Linked DNA regions of Mus musculus: region 2 is linked to region 1. A link is a contact called in public Hi-C data. All regions are on one chromosome and are shown on one strand. Each heading gives the region's core, a stretch centred on a gene start, on an enhancer-like site or on the middle of the called end of the contact. The rest is flanking DNA. Distances are from core to core; before and after follow the strand shown. Region 1 holds the start of Top2b (topoisomerase (DNA) II beta). Region 2 has its middle 120 kb from the start of 1700062C10Rik.

Region 1 (2,881 bases), core at 207-2,706:
TATCTTCTCGAGGCCCTGCAAATGCTGAAACTGTTTTTCTGCTCTTCATAGAAACATCCTTTTTATAAACAACACTTGTCGATAGAAACGACTGCTACCCCAGCCTCATCGAAACCTCAACCAAACAAAGAAAACAAGGAACAAAAATGCCAACCAATACCAAAGTTCCTTAGTGTGTTCAAAAGGCGGGGAACTAGGATCCTCTGGAAGGGATGTGTTAAAGTCCCTGAAATGTGTAAATTTTCTGTCCAAGCTGCTGGCCTCATCTACTAAGTCCGGTGTTTTGTTTGGGAAATGACCCTGGTCTGAACTCAGTGCTGAGTAAGTGAAATGCTGGAGTTATCGATCTGTCCTGGGAGCCGCGTTCCAACTGCTCCCGCTGCACTTGCTAAGTCCACCTCCCTCCAGGAACTGAGCTCTGCAATCCTCCAAGTTCAGGCTTAAGCACCCCCTCACCTCCGAGGGACACCCCTGGGCCCCCACACGGTGTACACGGGAGGCTGACGTAAGTAAACTCTTCTTTTAATCCCGCGGGCGGTCTCTAGCCTGCTGTCAAAGTCGTCCCAAATACCCTCTCTGCGGAATGAGCCTTTTCTGGGGAGGCGCAACCCGCAGTGACCATTCAAGTGCACATTCCTCTGGGACAGGCCGCCGGAAGCCGTAGCATACCGGGCACTATTTTCTGGTGCTGCACTTATGGAGGGTTGGCCCGGAGGCTCGCATTATCGCGGTCCCCCCACTCTCGGTGTGCACCCTGAAGTTTCCGGTGAGCATTGTTCAGCAGCCTGAGCCTTGGTGGAGGCGAAAGCAGAGAGAAAGGGCACACGGGGCTAGGCCCCGACTGCAGCCTGACAGGGCGCCCGCCGCACCACGCTCTCACCCCGCCCGCGTCGCCCGCGGCCCACGAACAATGCGCCCGCCCGCGCCGCACTCACCACCCAGGTCAGCGCCCCGTCAGAGCCCGCGAGGCTGGACTTGGCCATGGCAGCGCCTCCCGTGCAGGCCAGGGGCTGCTCGCGCTCCGGGGACGCCGGGCCCGCCGCTCGCACTGACCGCTGCGCGCAGCACTCCTAGCCGCGCCCCATCGCGGGCCCGAGCCGCTGAGGAGGCCGCGCTGCCCGCCGCCCTCAAACTCGAGCGCGGCGCCCGGGCCTACAGAGTGGTCGAGGACTAGGAAGGGCTGGCGATGCGGCGCGGCCTTCCGGGACCCACGCGGGCGATTGGGATCGCGGATGAGGGACGAGGTTGAAGCGGGCCGGCTAGGACTCGCGAGCCAGAGCCCTGACAGGAATGAGCCGCTGCTTCTCCTCAAGCCACCGAAGCCGCAGAGTCCTCGCCGCGGTCGCCGCAGCCTCAAAGGCCGCCACTGCCTCAAAACCGCCCAAGCGGCGTCTGAACCGGTCCTCCGGAGCACAGTCCAAGAGGGACAATAAACAGAGCCGCCGTGGTGGCCTCCCTTTAGTCCGGCATAACACGGCACACACAGGCGCGCTCCGGGAGGGGGAGGGTGCGGTGGTCACCGGCTGTCAGTCAACCATGGATCGTCCAATCACAGCCTTGTCACTACAGTACTTCGACCAATCCCAAAATTTCAGGCCCCTAGGGGGGCGGGACCCGAGGGGAAAACGTCATTGCGGGTAGCAACTGAGAGGCAGACTTGGGTTTTTTGTTTGTGTCTGAGAGAGAGTGTAAGGGAGAGCGAGGCGAGTGAATGGGGTTTCCGTCAGAAGGGAGAGCAGGCGGCTGTCAAGAGTCATTCCGGGGCATCCAAAGGAGCCGGGAGTCCTGGGACAAGGGCTGTGGAAACCTCCGGACTGTGTCCTGCAGACTTGCCGCGAGGCCGCGGGGGGAGCGGGAGCGGGGGGGGGGGGGGGGAGGGTTGGGGGCAGGGAGGCAGGAAGCCCTAGCCGCCCCCAGGGACTGGGCCCCGGAGGGAGCTAGCGAACTGCAGACGGGACCGTGCGCCGCCTAGAGCAGCCGGACCCCGCGCTCAGGCCCCAGGTTGCTGCTGCATCCGCCCGACCCCCGACCGACCGTCTCTCTGCCTTGCCCCTAAACAGGGCAAGCGGTCTTCAGTGCCACCAGTTAGGGAACTTGGGGTGCTAAGAGTGCCCAGAGAACGTTCCCGGGAAGGAATGCGAACGGGTCAGGACTCCCTTTTCTGGCTACAGACCTTTCCTCCCAACAATGCAGACAGGTCCCTGTCACTTCTCAGCTTTCAGGTACACATCATGAAATAGACTTTTTTCGTGTGGAAGCTTTCTAAGAATAAAATTTGCAACGCCAAAGCTTTTGGCAGATGGAAGAGCTCTTGACTTCACCCAGCCTGTAAATGGAATTGCATTCAACAAGTTCTCTTTGGGCATACTCCCAGCCATGCTCTGTCAGGCGTGGCAATGGGTTTAAAGGGACAACAGCCTCCTCCGACGTCAATCTTCCAAGAGTGACTAACAGGAGGACACCACACCGAAGAACTTTACCCAGCTAGAGCTAACAACTTTCTGTGAAAGTATTTCCTTGAGTCTCTCCGGCAGCTGAGTGCTTCCCTTAAGGGAAACTTTGGGGTCACACCTCTCAATCGCTGCTGCATTCTGAATCCAAGTGGGGAGCTCTGAAACACGGAAATCATTTCAATGTAGTTCTTAATTAGCTCTCTGGAGACCGTGGAATTTCAGTTTATTTGGGGATTCTGACTAAGAACACCAAAACCTTTCTTTACTTTGAATCTAGTGTTAAAGCTTATAAAGCGCTAGGCAGGATCTAAGCTGGGCTGCGCCCCTGACTCTAAAGCACCACAGTCATGTTACCAGCTTTCCCAAGTCCATCATCGGGCCTTCTTACCTGGGGACTTATACTCATTTATGTATTGTGACTTTACATC
Region 2 (2,881 bases), core at 99-2,598, 450 kb after region 1:
GCTTCTGCTGCTCACGTGCTCTCAAGAGATCCCAAGGTCCTGGGTGTGCTAGGGGTCCTGTGGCATGGAGAGTCCTTTGGGGACCTTGGGGCCCTCTGCCAGGTTTGCGAGGAAGATGGCTCGAGGTTGGCCCCTACTGGAATGAATCCCAGCCTGTAGTCAAGCCAGGTTCCTTTGTCCCTGTTAGTGCTGGCACAAGATGCTCTGGGATTGTTTGGAACTGATGTTGTGTTCCACTCACCCATGATCCTGAGGCCCTGGGCGTGCTAGAGGGCCTGAGTCAGGGAGAGTCCTCTGGGGACCTTGGGGCCCTCTGCTGGGTTTAAGTGGAAGATCCATAGTCTTCATAGTTTTCATTTGGCTTTGTGATATAATCTGAGATTGGGTATTGTAGTAGCTCCAGCATTGCTTTTTGCTCAGAATTCATAAGCAGCCTTCCTCAGGGTTCTTTGTCTCTTGAACTATCCTGATTATTTGAGCTGTTCCTGGCGCTCTCTTGATTTTTTCCAGACCACCCTTGATAGCTTTTAGGCATGGTTTTAGGAGCTAAGTCACTTCTCCCAGTGAACAGGTTGAAGCCCTGACACATTGTATCTCTGTTATGGAAATGTCTGACTTAAGTGAATTCATTGAAGTGAGCCTAGTCTAATCTGAGCAACATAACTATAAGAAGAAATTTGGGCACACTAAAGAGAAAGGGTAAATTGGCCCACTAATATTTACTACACACAAGAAAATTAGAGAAGCCTTAGAAGGTTCTGTCATCACCTTGATCTTAGACTTTCAGAACTTAGAATTGTGGGAAAATCGATTTACATTATGTGAGCTTTTCAGTTTGTGCTGTTTTGTTATGGTGACTCTAGAAAAGGTACTTGTTTGTTTGTTTTGAGATATGATCTCATGTTATTCAGGCTTGCCTTTAATTCCTTTTGTAGCCAAGGATGATCTTGTGTCTTAGGATTTCTTTTGCTGTGAAAAACAGTGTGACCAAAAGCAGTTTGGAAAGGAAAGGGTTTATAGTTGAAATTTATACTTATAGTTCATCACTGAAAGAAGTCAGTGGAGGAACCCTGAGTTAGGAACTGAAGCAGAAGTCATGGAGGAACACTGTGTACTGGCTTTCTCCTCATGGTTCGCTCAGCCTGCCTTTTATACAACACAGGACTAACTTACGGGTAGGGTCATTTCAATGGATTGGGCTATCCACATCAATCATTGAACAAGAAAAATGCCCCACAGGCTGGCCTATAGGCCAATTGGGTGAGGAGATTTTTCAGATGACTCTAGAGTGTCTCAAGTTGATGAAAAAACAACCAGAACAGTGTGAACTCTGGGTCCTCCTTCTGGCTTCCAACTCAGGGGTCACAGGAGTGAATCAGGATAGCAGCCTTCTTTTTAAAAGCAGTGACTCAGGAACAAACATATGAGGAAATGGAGAATTTGGTATTGAATTGCAAATTAAAAGCAACCAACAAGTAAGTGGTTGCAATTTCAGTATCCAAATCAAGAGGCTTCTTACCATAGAATAAATTAGTCTGCAAGCAAATGAGCTATAATGCTTCCAACTATAGTTAAAGAAAGAGATGGAGGGCTCAGGCTCAGGCAGAGGTTCAATCCTAGTTCTGATTCAACAAAAAAATTACTTTGGTTTTAGTTTTCTACAGAAATCTCAAAGCAGAATGAGGTGGGAATGGGGTTAGGGATTTCTGGTCGATAGTGTCCAGCAACTGCTTAAACTGTATCACTTTATCCAGAAGTCCAGGCTTAGGTACTTAAAATAACTGTGAGGGGACAGGCCAGATGGCTAAGCAGATTAAGGTACTTGCCACCAAGCCTGAGGACATGACCCAAGTGGTTCAAGGGGACTGCCGCAGGATGTCCTCTGACTTATACAGGAACATCATAAAAATGCATCCCCCCCCTACATGTACACGCACACGCACGCGCACACGCACACGCACACACACACACACACACACACACACACACACACACACACACACACACTGAAAATAAGTAGTCCAGTGATTCACAAACAAGATTCTGCCTTACCCAGATGATTTATGAATGAACACAGTTTACATTTCTATCATTAAAGCGTAGCTCTTCATTTCCTTACCATCCTAACTCATCTTCTCTAGGTTGGTAGAAAAATTGGTTCCTTTTTAAGTATAAATAAATTAATAAAATATTATGGAGTCATCACAGAGAACAATAACACATGGATGAAGGATTTCAGCTTTTACTAACTTGGACAATGAATAATTTTCTTCTTCACAACCCTACTGGGAAGAACCATCGCCCTTCTTGCATGCTGTGCCCAAACCGTGATTAGGCAATTATCTCCTCATTGCCAGCACTGGATGTTTTCTGCATTTTCTTCTGGACTTTGCTCAGAGGAGATTATTTTCAGACACTGAGCCCTCCATCTTGCTGCCCCAAATTCCATCAGCTTTTGACTTCTCCCTGCACCCAATTTATTCAGGTACACTCCCAGAGACTTTTCATTATAGGATGAAAAAGAGAATCAACCAGCTTTGCCAACGAATGGGATTTATTGATGCCTGTGAAAAAGGCCAGAGCAGGCAGGCCTCAGGAATGGTTTTCAGTTTATTCTGGATTCTCATTTCTTTCTCTGCGAGCATTTTCATTTTAATTTCTGTTAGATTTCTACTCCTCTTAGCACAAGAATCCTAACTATGACCATACTGTTTTCCAAACACAAGGGCCAAATTTTTTTAGTACCATGCTTGATTGACCATCAGAGTTCTGGAAATCAGCTCCAAAGGAAGGCACAGCTTGGAGCAGGTAGATGTAGGGGCCAAAAGGGAACAGTCAGACACAGGACACTATTGGGGTCCAGCCTCTACACAGGATCTGA

Evidence for each region. Hi-C and Micro-C count contacts between places; a contact is called where the count stands out from the background.
Region 2: a contact with region 1 is called in a Hi-C map of rod photoreceptor, with 4 times the contacts expected there. The contact joins the enhancer-like site here to the promoter of Top2b in region 1. A contact is called at or near these places in 1 of 39 promoter capture datasets (stem cell-derived epiblast-like cells), 1 of 484 Hi-C or Micro-C datasets (rod photoreceptor) and 5 of 115 datasets of contacts at active chromatin or transcription factors (embryonic stem cells, large pre-B cells, stem cell-derived neural progenitor cells and 1 more).

What each region holds. Positions count from the first base shown.
Region 1 is chr14:16,363,781-16,366,661 of GRCm38.p6, reverse strand. Top2b (topoisomerase (DNA) II beta) reads right to left here and starts at 1,456. Exons shown (of 36, transcript NM_009409.2): 1 at 936-1,456. The coding sequence starts at 983.
Region 2 is chr14:15,916,403-15,919,283 of GRCm38.p6, reverse strand. No RefSeq gene overlaps it. Among named protein-coding and RNA genes, the nearest start is that of 1700062C10Rik, 120 kb to the left of the region's middle. Within about 2 kb of position 1,348, at least 3 of the 459 cell types and tissues checked have an H3K27ac peak or open chromatin away from gene starts, as enhancers often do. A contact at or near this core is called in rod photoreceptor, where this site is marked.